Regions from separate parts of the Rattus norvegicus genome. Here region 2 is linked to region 1. A link is a contact called in public Hi-C data. All regions are on one chromosome and are shown on one strand. Each heading gives the region's core, a stretch centred on a gene start, on an enhancer-like site or on the middle of the called end of the contact. The rest is flanking DNA. Distances are from core to core; before and after follow the strand shown.

The links. Hi-C and Micro-C count contacts between places; a contact is called where the count stands out from the background.
Region 2: a contact with region 1 is called in a Hi-C map of psoas muscle, with 2.2 times the contacts expected there. The contact joins the promoter of Slc9a8 here to the promoter of Znfx1 in region 1. A contact is called at or near these places in 3 of 12 Hi-C or Micro-C datasets (the A7r5 cell line, frontal cortex and psoas muscle) and 1 of 1 datasets of contacts at active chromatin or transcription factors (oligodendrocytes).

Annotation. Positions count from the first base shown.
Region 1 is chr3:176,207,308-176,212,930 of GRCr8, reverse strand. Znfx1 (zinc finger, NFX1-type containing 1) reads left to right here and starts at 2,119. Exons shown (of 14, transcript NM_001389271.1): 1 at 2,119-2,250; 2 at 5,021-5,115. The coding sequence starts at 5,055. Snord12c (small nucleolar RNA, C/D box 12C) reads right to left here and starts at 1,371; the gene lies at 1,280-1,371. It overlaps LOC100911177 (a long non-coding RNA gene), which reads right to left and starts at 1,601. Exons shown (of 5, transcript NR_110672.1): 1 at 1,554-1,601; 2 at 1,123-1,213.
Region 2 is chr3:176,563,883-176,569,505 of GRCr8, reverse strand. It overlaps Slc9a8 (solute carrier family 9 member A8), which reads right to left and starts at 2,381. Exons shown (of 16, transcript NM_001025281.2): 1 at 2,341-2,381. The coding sequence starts at 2,351.

The sequences.
Region 1 (5,623 bases), core at 870-3,369:
ACTACATCTCTTTCAGAGGCAACAGCTGTAATACCAGTGTCTGCAATGACTAGTCAGAGTTGCTGAGGTATTCTCAAGTATACAAGTCTGACTTGACTAGTACTGTTCAGACACAGCAGCACCCTTCGGGTCTCTAGGTCCCACGCCGCAGCCCTAGCTTGCCTCAAACATACACGTCATTTTGCCTGGGCCTAGTTCCTCCATTAAGGGCATGTAGTTCACATTCTGAGCAGGTTAGGATGGACACCACCAGAACACAGTAGCTGAGGACAGACATGATCACACTGCTTTGAAAAGCACCTGGCTGGGGTTGGGGATTTAGCTCAGTGGTAGAGCGCTTGCCTAGCATGGGCAAGGCCCTGAGTTCGGTCCCCAGCTCCGGAAAAATAAAAAAAAAGCACCTGGCTGCAAATACTTGAGTAAACGCGTTTCACGGCTTTTTAAAAAGGAAAAATAATCATGCATACACCAAAGAAATTCCAACAACTCGACAAGGAGGCTCAGACACTGCCCAAAAATGGCTGTGCCCTCTAATATCAAATTGCTAAGAAAATGCTACAGGCCAAAACTCATGAGACCACTTTTTCTTTTTTTCGGAGCTGGGGACCGAACCCAGGGCCTTGCACTTGCCTAGCAAGCGCCCTACCACTGCCCTCTCTCAGGCAGTTCTACCAACCAGGGCAGGTTGAGTAAGGACAGAGCATTGCATCTTGTGGATCTGTATGTACAGATGTGAAATGAGAATTTAAAATGTGCCAAGTAATGGTAGAGCGCTTGCCTAGCATGCTCAAGGCCCTGGGTTCGGTCCCCAGCTCCGAACAAAAAAAAAGTTACAAGTAGCAATCAGGATATTTAGGGAAGAAAAAAAAGACGTATACTTAGGATTGTGTGCTTAGGGTTAACGGAGGTTCAATCCTCAACACTTAAACAATATCAGCACTAACTCGCATTTAATTTCCTATCACAGCGCACTTAAATGTCTTTTGACTTCAATTTCCCGTTCATAAACCACCCTATGCCATCCCCCTTCTATGAGGGTGTTCCCCCCACACACACCGTCCCGCCTTTAAAGGCTTTTCAAAGCACGTGTTTCCCACATTAGGCCACAAGACAAATGAGTACCTTGAGACTTAAGGTGCTCGGCGATTTCTCATCTCCCTGGAGGACCTTCTCTCCCTCCGACCTCCATTCTGTACTGCTTGATCAGTCCAGCCTACAAAACAAAGTATCAATCACCACCTACCCTCGACCGGAACAAAGCAGACCAGGGTTCCTGGAGGCCGGTGTTATCAGAACTAACTGGCAAATGTTTTAAGACATCAGCACTGTCGATATGACGGGGAAAAAAGTGAGGTCATCATTTACACCAGCAAAAACTTTCCAGGCTGAACAAGAAGGCGTCTTTTCCACCCGAATCACCTCCTCCAAGGTCAACCTGAGGATGGCATTCCATAAGCCACACCCGGAGAACTAGGAGCGGCTCCAGCAATTAAACTTGGTAAGAAGTTACCAAAAAAGAAAAAGGAAAATTGTGCTGTGGGAACTCAACTCACCATCTGCAAATGAATATCACAGGGAAGAGACCTATCGTAACCACGAGAACACCTCACGGAGACTCAGGAATCAAAGGACGAAAAAGGGAGCGAACCTTCTTTATATAGACCACGGCGGCGCGTGCGCCTGCGCACTTAGCCCAAAGTCCGTCGTTTCCGGACCCGACCGCTTGGCGTCCTGGGAAATGTAGTCCCCTAGCCTCCCGGCCCCAGCTCTCTAATGGTTGTCCAGCCAGTCTCTAGCCCCTCCCCGTGCTCACTGGGCCTCCAGGGCTTCTCGGCTTCCGCGCCATGTCGCGCTTGGCACTCACGAGCCGCCCGCCGCGTCTCCCCGGCTCCGGGGCCGGCCGAGACCTGCGGCCACCGGGGGCGCAGTCAGCCCGCCCCCCGCCGCGTCCTCCCCTCAGCCGCGCCCTCGGGAGCCGCCAGTCCAGCCGCCGCCTCGGGGGCTGAGGCGACACCGCCCTTCCGCCCGCCCCGAGGGCGGGGGCGCAGGCGAGCCCAGCCTCTCGCTGGCGCCCGCGGCACCGCCTCCTCGTCCTGCGCGGCCTCCTCTTCCTCCGGGCCGCCCACCCGGCTACTCGCCCCGCCCAGGGGCTGCGGGGACTGGAAACCGAAAGTTCGCGGTGCCGGGCGGGGCCGCGACCTGCCAGGGCCAGAGCTGAGCTCTAGCCCTGCCGAGGACGCACCCGAGCCGGTGAGTGGCCTCCGCCCTATCTCGCACCTGCTTCTGCGGCGCTGCGACCGCCGGCGCCCCGCTCTGTCTCGGGCCGGGTGTCAGGTTAGCCTTGGAGTCCCTGTCTGTTCCACTCAGCGCCCCCACCACCCCTGGAGTCCCTGTCCCCTTCCCTCAGTTCTCCTGTAGTCTCCAGAGTCCCTGTCCCCTTCCCTTAGTTCTCCTATAGCCCCGGAGTCCCTGTCCCCTTCCCTCAATTCTATAGCCCCCGGAGCCCCTGTTCCCTTTCCTCAGTTCCCCTATAGCCCCGGAGTATCTGGAGATCTCCCGTCACCCCAGGATCTTTTTCTTACCACCCCCAGAGTCCTGTCCTCCCACCTCTACCCTCAGCCCCCAATCGTTCCCTGAGTAAAGTCTACGTGGTTAGCAGCCCCATTCCCCAGTCCCTGTTTACTCTCCTCAGCATCCCCTTCACCCCTAAATCCCTGTTCCTTCCCATCATCCTCACCATCACTCCCCAGAGTTCCTGTCTCTTCTCCTTAGCATCCCCCATCACCTCCAGAGTCGGTGTCTCCTCCCCCAGCACCCAGCACCTCCTGAGCCTCTAGTACTGCCATTACCCTGCTTTGCCTCTCTTCAGTTCACCTGTCACCACCCTGATCACCTCCCTCCCCCAGGAGCCCTTCATCTCAGCACCCAGTCACTCCTGGGAGCGCCTCTAGCATCCCCTGGGCTCATCATAGATGATAGTTCTCCACGTGTACCCACAACACCTGTCCTGCCTCTGATCCCAGCCGCCGGAGCCCCACTCTCTTCATTTCTCAACCCTATCTCTATCCCCACTTCTCCCACAGCCACCCTGGGCTCCTATCCCTAAGCTCTGCCGACCTCTAAGTTCCCCCCAGATCTTTCCAGCTTTCTGTTAACCTTACAGTGTTTCTCTGAGGGATGCGAGGTGTGGAGACTTCTTTCAGAACTTGAAACTTACTCTGCAACCCAGCTGCCACCTCTTGCTCCATCCTCTTTCTTCTTACCCTGTAATTAGAGTTCTTTACTTGTTATCCATGCAACAGCTTAACCCTTGCTAATCTGCTGCTCTCTTGCCTTGGTTCCCTCAAAACCCTAAGCAAAAAGCTCCCACTCCCCTGCCTGCTCCCCCCTCTTTCCTTGTCTTTTCTAGCACTATTTTCTTCCATTTCCTTTTACACTTTTCACTGCTGGCATTCTATTTTAGTATTTTCCAAAATGAGGGAGAAGGGATTTTCTCAGGGGGAAAAAAAAAATTAAAACAAACACTAGCCATTGAGCCTGCATCATGAGAACAGGGTTTGGTAAGATGAGGAGAAAAGACACCACAAAAATATTCCCAGTGGGAAGAGAAGGGACTCTTTTTTTTTTTTTTCTGATAAGAATAAAAGCCACCTCTCATACAATGCCAAATCTATTCACGGTTTCCAACTATGAATATTTTAAAACTGTGAGGACAGTCAATCCTATTGCTGAGAACTGAGTCACCACCACCCCACCCCCCTGCATCCACAGGATGAGTTCTATTGAGAAGTTCCCTGAAGGGGCTTCCTCTTCACCCAGCATCAGAAATCGTCAAGACAGAAGAAAGGCAACAAGAATGCTAAGAGCTCACTTATTCTCTAGTGGGAGGGAGCAGGAACCTGTCAACTGCCATGTCATGAAAATGCCCAGTAAGGCCCTGAGCCCTTGTGTGTGTGCTTATTGAAGCGGGGTCTCATAGAGTCCATGTTGGCCTCAGGCTCAGTGGAGGCTGTCTTCGAGTTTCTGATCTTCCTGCTTCTACTTTCCCAAGTGCTTTTTTTTTTTTTTAAAGATTTATTTATTTATTATATGTAAGTACACTGTAGCTGTCTTCGGATACACCAGAAGAGGGCATCGGATCTCTTTACAGATGGTTGTGAGCCACCATGTGGTTGGTGGGAATTGAACTCAGGACCTCTGGAAGAGTAGTCGGGTGTTCTTAACTGCTGAGCCATCTCTCCAGCCCCAGTGCTCTTTTTTTAAAAGAATATTTATTTACTTTATGTATATGAGTACACTGTAGCTGTCTTCACACACACCAGAAGAGGGCATCAGATCCCATTACAGATGGTTGTGAGTCACCATGTGGTTGGTGGGAATTGAACTCAGGACCTCTGGAAGAGCAGCCAGTGCTCTTAACCACTGAGCCATCTCTCCAGCCCCCTCCCCCCCCCCAAGTACTCTTTACTACCCGATCCATCTGCCTCCACCTCCCAGTTGCTGAGTGAGATTCGGGGCATGCACCCTGCAGCTGGCTGGTGTGGTTTTGGATTGGCACACTTGTATTCCTTTTTTTTTTTTTTTTGGAGCTGGGGACCGAACCCACAGCCTTGCGCTTGCTAGGCAAGCGCTCTACCACTGAGCCAAATCCCCAACCCCCACACTTGTATTCCTTTTGCCCCAGCAATCATTTTGTAAGAAAGGAAACGAAACCTACGCAGAGGATTAAATATCCTGGCTGAAGGCAAACCAAACAGTATTTTGGGAGTTGATGACACACTCGTCTGCCCCCAAGCAAGTGAAGGAGGCCAGGATTGGGTCCCTTGGAATCGCCTAAATTGTGAGCTCAAGTTTAGAGTTTTCGTCATGACTGGGAATCTGCAAGGTTGAGTGCTTGTGCCCCGTGATTAGAATCTGCATGTTACCCTTTGTTAATAAATCATTAACATAAAGGCAGAAGGGCTGGCTTCATGGTGTTTGGGTATTAGCTGTACTTGACTCTCAGACTGTGCGGTTACAGGTAACGAATGCGGCAGAACTCCTGAGACTCAGACATGGAAGACAGAAGACCTCATCTGGAGGCCACACCCAGGAATCCCCCTACCAACCACAGAGGTAAGCAGGGTTTCTACCCAGTGAGGAGAGGCCCACCTGAGATGACCTGTGTCTCAATTAATAAGGAATTCTTTTCATGGTGGTGGTGGTGGTGGTGGTGGTGGCGGCGGTGGCGGCGGCGGCTGTAGCACACACCTCTAATCCCAGCACTTGGGAGGCAGAGGCAGGCAGACCTAAGTTTGAGGCTAGCCTGGTCTCCCTAGGAGAGCTGCAAATGGTACTGTGGTGGAATAATAGGCCTGTCACTCCAGCAGAGAGAAGAGAGTTGAGAAATTGAGGCCAGCTGAACAGTGAGATTAAGGTCCCATAGCAAAACCGCGTCTTAGAAACCAGGGCTTAGAAACCGTGTGGCTCAGCGGCAGGGCACTAGCCTTGTGCAAGGCTCTTGTTTGGTTCCTGCCACAAGTGGTGGGGTAGGAGAAACAAACTGACTGGTGGTTTGCAGCAGGGCTGTCCAATACAAGCTGCTTCTAATCTCCAGTAGCATCATTAGGAAATTCAAAAGACA
Region 2 (5,623 bases), core at 1,132-3,631, 360 kb before region 1:
CCCAGCTCCGAAAAATAGAAAAAAAAAAAGAGTCCGAGGGCATTTTCCACTCTGACACCAGCTTGGGCTACATGTTAGCATAAGCTAACAGAACAAAAACATAAAGCCTGAGGTTATGTACAGTTGGTTAGGCAAGAGGATCACAAATTCAAAGCTTGCAGGGCCTAGTGAGTTAAATGCCAGCCTAGGTCTAACTTAGTGGCCCTGACTCAAATATAAAGTAAAAGAGGTGGGCACAGTGGCACATGCCTTAATCCCAACAAGTTTGCAGCCTATCAATGTAGAGCTCCAGAGCTGCACAGAGAAACCTTGTCTCGCATAAAAGAACGAATAGAGCACCTGCCTAGCACTCAGCAGACTCTAGAGGTAATTGCCAATAGGTCCCTTTTCCCCACCAAAAACAACAAAAAGAGAAAGGCAGGGGTAGTAGTGGTGGTGCATCTCTTTAGCCCCAGTACTCAGAAAACAAAGGCAGGCAGATCTCTTTGAGCTGGAGGCCAGCAGAGCAAGTTCCAGGACAGACAGTTCTACACAGAAAAACCTTGCCTGGGTTGAGGGGAGAAGGATGCTGTGTGTCCATACCTGTAATACCTGAATTTGGGAGACAGATGCAGGAAAGCTAAGAGTTCAAGACCAAGGCCCCCCGGGCCTACATAGTGATGCACAGTGAGTTCAAGAGCAGTTTTGTGGGCTACATGAGCCTGTCTGGAAAGAAAACAACAAGGGCTGGAGAGATGACTCAGTGGTTAAGAGCTCTGACTGCTCTTCCAGAGGTTCAATTCCCAGCAACCACATAGTGGCTCACAACCATCTGTAATGGGATCTGATGCCCTCTTCTGGTGTGTCTGAAGACAGCTACAGTGTACTCATACACATAAAATAAATAAATCTTAAAAAAAAAAAACAAAAGAAAGAAAACAAAACAAAAGCAAATTCCTAGGGTAGAACTGGAGTCTCTCCACAATTTTCTTGAATTTTGGATGTAGTGTGAGTGTGTTTGACTAAACTATGGATTGAACTCAGGACCTTAGGCATGGCGGGCAAAGGCGAGAGCAGTCAGATTCCAGCCCTACTGGGATTACGTCCATAAACTGAAGTAGTCAGCTGAATCTACCCAGTTATACCCAGAATGCCCTAACCTACCCTACCAAACCCTTCCTGAGTCTCAAAAGGCCAGGTTGCTGCTCTGGGACACACACACTTCCGTCCTTGTTGTCAAGGTGAGGTCTGTAAACTAGGATAGTAGTGACAGGGTTGTGACCATCGAGCATTGCTTCTCTCCAGACTACAGACCAGACCACCACCTTACGAGCCCATAATCTGACCAAGCTGCAAACCCACACCTCAAACCATTTGGCTCTATATTAACCTTTGTCTTGTACTGCTGAGGCCTACCTTAGTGTCTGTGACAGCACGGGTACATAACAAAGGAGTTAATACTTGGTACCTGAGTGGCCAAGTGCTACCTGAAGTGCTCCCGGTAAAAGTTCAGCATCAGTTATGGGGTTCCTTGTTCATTTTCTGGGACTCATTTCAAAGAGAGAATTTGTATAACAGTAGCACATCTCCAAAAAGACCTGGAGTGAACCTCATTTTGTCAGTTGCTCTGGACACTGTACACCACTTGCCACTCTGAAGTACTCACTCTTTCCCTTCTCTTTCCTGGCAGTACTAGGGACTGAACTGGGGACCCTGCGCTACAGCCCAGCATCAGCCCCTTCTTGGTTCGGATCTTTTTTAACAGGTCACCTTCCCCATCTCTCCTATAAGGTTTCAAGTTTCCGACCAGAAGACGTCTTTTTACCCCCTAGGGTGGACTTCTTGTCCCTCATGCTATTCCATTTCCTTCCAAACATTTGGCAGGGTCTGAAAACGCCCTGTCTACACAGTCTCCTACTAGAGCATCATGGCGGCTCCCTGTGGGCGGCTCCTGATTCCCAAGGCCGAGAGAAACGGTCTACCAGTAGTTAATGAATGAAAGAAACCTGCTAGGGACAGACAAAAACAATTGGAGGTTGCTGATGGTTACGGGGGATGCCAGTGGCTGATTGTGGCAATGGGAGAACTTCCGTGAGAAAGAGCAGGAGGCTGGAAATCCTCAGATAACCGGAAACTGAAAGAGGGAATGACGTTCGTGGCTTCCAGGCTACGTATACTACAGGCCTGTGCGTGGTGATCGATATCAGACCTCCGGGAGGCCGCAGGACCCGAGACCTCATCCCGCCCCGCCCTGCCAACCCCAGCTCCGTGGGCCCGCGCCACTCCACCCGGGCGTCCAAGGCCCGCTGTCGCCCGCCGGCCCGGCCCTGCCGCCTCCGCTACCCGAAGCAGCGAACTCACTCCTCCGCCATCTTCACCCCAGTCCTGCGAGCTTCGGAGACTATAGAGTTCGGCGCCGCAGGGCTAGCTGGGCCTGCGGCTGCTTCCGGTTTCCGCTGCGGGCAGGGGCGGGGCTTGGCCTCCCGGGGTGGCCCTCTGCCCCGTCCTTTTGGTGGCTGGAGAATTGGATGACTTCGGGGACTTTCTGTAGGCTTTTTCCGGCCAGGCCAGGCGACGATCTGCCCTCAGGACAGTACGACTTTTTCCGGTCCCTGGCAAGGATTTGGGGGAAACTTTTGAGATCCTGGTGACTCAGCTGTGATTGGAAAGCGGTCCTTACCGCGTGGAAATCACGGGGGTAAAAATGGGGGGAAGAGGTGTCTGGGCGTCCAGGGAGGCTGTGCGGAGGGAGTCTGGAGGCATTCGAGTCAGCTTCAGTTTTCCCAGCTTTGGGAAGAGTAGGCAGAGGGCAAACGCTAGACAGTGTACTCCTAGTATAAACGTTGAGAACTAGGAATACAGAGGTTTACCAGTTGGTGTGTTATATGTGAAAATGAGATCCAGGACAACTTGAGTTCATTCTCGCCTTACACTGTGTGGATCCTTGGCATTGAACTCTGGTAGTAAAGATTGGCGGCACCGCCTTTAATCATTGAGCTATCTTGGCACCCCAACAGATTCTTTTTAACCTGTATGTGGCGATTACACTAGGAAGTCCGAGGTTATCAGATGTCTTCCTTATTCATGCTCCACTTTAATTTATGAGACACAGAACCTGAAACTGGGGACATGCCATAGTGGCTAGCCAACAACTTCCAGGGATACTCCCTTCTCAGTCTCCCTATCCCTACGGTTACAGATGCCAGCAGCCATCCCTGGCTTTTATGTGGATAATGGGAATACTAACTGAGGTCCTGGGCTTTCAACACTTGAACAGTCTTTACTATTACTTAAAACTGGCCTGAAACTGCTGAGGTCTTCATGGAACTTTCTGGGTGTGCTCCGGGGCCCCTCAACCCTAGGTAGTTCTTTCCCCCTTTAATAAAGCTTAAAAGATAGTAATAAATGATTGCTCTGTCACTTTCCCAGAAAATGATCCTTCTCTCTCAGCATCTTGAGTAGTTGGGACTAGAGGGTGAGAGATACCCCGCTCCATCCCCATTCAGGTATCTGTCTACTTCTGTTCAGGGATGGAACTAAGAGCAACACATGGAAGGCAGGTATCCTTCTGCTGAGCTAACATGCCCAAATTCTCTATAGAGACCTATTGTATGCTGAGATGTACTTTGTGGGGTTGAGGCTATACAAAGGAACAAGGAAAGCCTGCTATTAAGGCAAGATAAAATTAAATGAACCAGGGTTGGGGATTTAGCTCAGTGATAGAGCGCTTGCCTAGCGAGCGCAAGTGTCGCGCCCACCTCGTCCGGCAAGGAAGACGCAACACGGTTGGATTCTTCTCAACAGCCTTTACTGCAGGACACCTTCTTTGTTGATACAGGGAGGCGGCGGCAGCCAGCCCTAAGTGTTACAGCTCCAAGTGTTACAGCTCCAAGTGTTACAGCTTTAAGTGTTACCGCGCCGTGCTAATCTTCTTTCAGGGATTGGTGGGGCACGAGTCACCCCACTGCATCCCAGCTACTTGTCCTCCAGAGATTGGCGAGGCATGAACTCCCATTTAGCATAGTACCGCCCCAGCCAGACTGACGTCAGGTGCAAAACTCCACGCATGCTCAGTACTGTTGTTAGGAGGGCGCCAGATTCACCTCATTATCATACAGCTGTCGCACCGCTCCCTACATCTCCCCCTTTTTTGTTTAATAAAATGACTGGTCTAGATCTGGGTGTCACGTCAATCTTGTCATTGCTCCTGTCTTAGGTCGTTCCTGACGATGACTTGGCCTTACCCATCGTTGGGTCACCCTATCGCCACCGGGCCCCGTGTCTTAGGTTGGTCCGAGCTCGAGGAAAGTTGCCCGTCCCTGGATACAATGACCCCACATGACTGTGACAAAAATGATCTAGGGCGAACTCTTAATCTTTCAAAGAGGCCAGCCATACATTGGGAGAAGCACCATTGTCAATGGCAGTCATAGCCTGGTAAACAACCGCTTTGTGTCTGGCATGTTCTCTTTTTAAACGGCCAATAAGCCAGAGACATACTCCGCATCCCAGGAGGACAATAGCTCCCCAGGCAAACATGCCCGCCCACTCCTTAAAAAAGGAGAAAGCATTGGTAATCCATGAGGTAAAGTCTTCAATTGTGATGGGGTCCAGCCTAGTGCTGTTGAGGACAGCAATCTGCATCAGCAATTGTCTGGATAGTTGCTCTGCTTTCATGGACCAGTTTCCTTTCAGATAATTTGAGATTTCTTTGCTCTGTTGAGAATGTTGAGAAAAGTTGGCTTGCAAAGGAGTAATGCATAAACCTCTTAGGGAGGAAACGCAAGACAGCTGTGTCATATGATACAGTGCTTCAATTTGTTCTTGAACTAAATCTATCCTTTGATTGGCTAATAGAAGGCCAGATGCCAAATGAGTATTAAATTCTTCTTGTATCTCTAGCGCCATTGCAGTTCTTTCTACAATCTGATTGACAGTCTCAGCCGTCTGTATTTGATTGGTCATAGCAATTGCAGCTGTGGTAGCTGCGGCAGCAGACAGCACGATGGCTGAAATTATGACTGCCGTAATTCCAAAATCTCTTTTGGTTCACAGCAAATTAAGAATAGGAAAACTATCTGGGTTTGCCTCTACTGGGATTGGCACAAAGGAGGGAATCTTGACCATTACTGCGGTGTCATTGTTGCCATCTCAGCATTCAGCTAAATAGCAGACTACATCAGAGCTATTACAATTTAAAACACCATTGTTGACATTAGTGCTTATCAGAAAGAAAAAGGTGATCTAACACATACTGAAGTACTAGTGGCAGTATTATGTTCCAAGAGGTTATTATATTGAATATTGGTCAACCTGGTATCATTTTTTCTGGTAGCCGAAACATTATACAGCGTGAAGTTCTCACCCATCAACCTAGCAAAGGGGGTCAGGGATGTATATGCCCCTTGCTCATTGGACAGCACCCATTGAAACCAAGGCCAGAGATTATGCTTGCCAGTCTTATTCTCCCCCCAGTCATACTGTACATGGCCAAGAGGAGGGGAAAATTCAAATCCCGGTAGGAATTGTTTTGTTCTATGGAATGGACTCTGACATGGGGTAAAATTAGGTGGAAACTCTTGATGCAGGGGGCAAGCGGGTAAGACTCTACGACGGGTAGAGCTATTCTGTGCATAGTTACCTT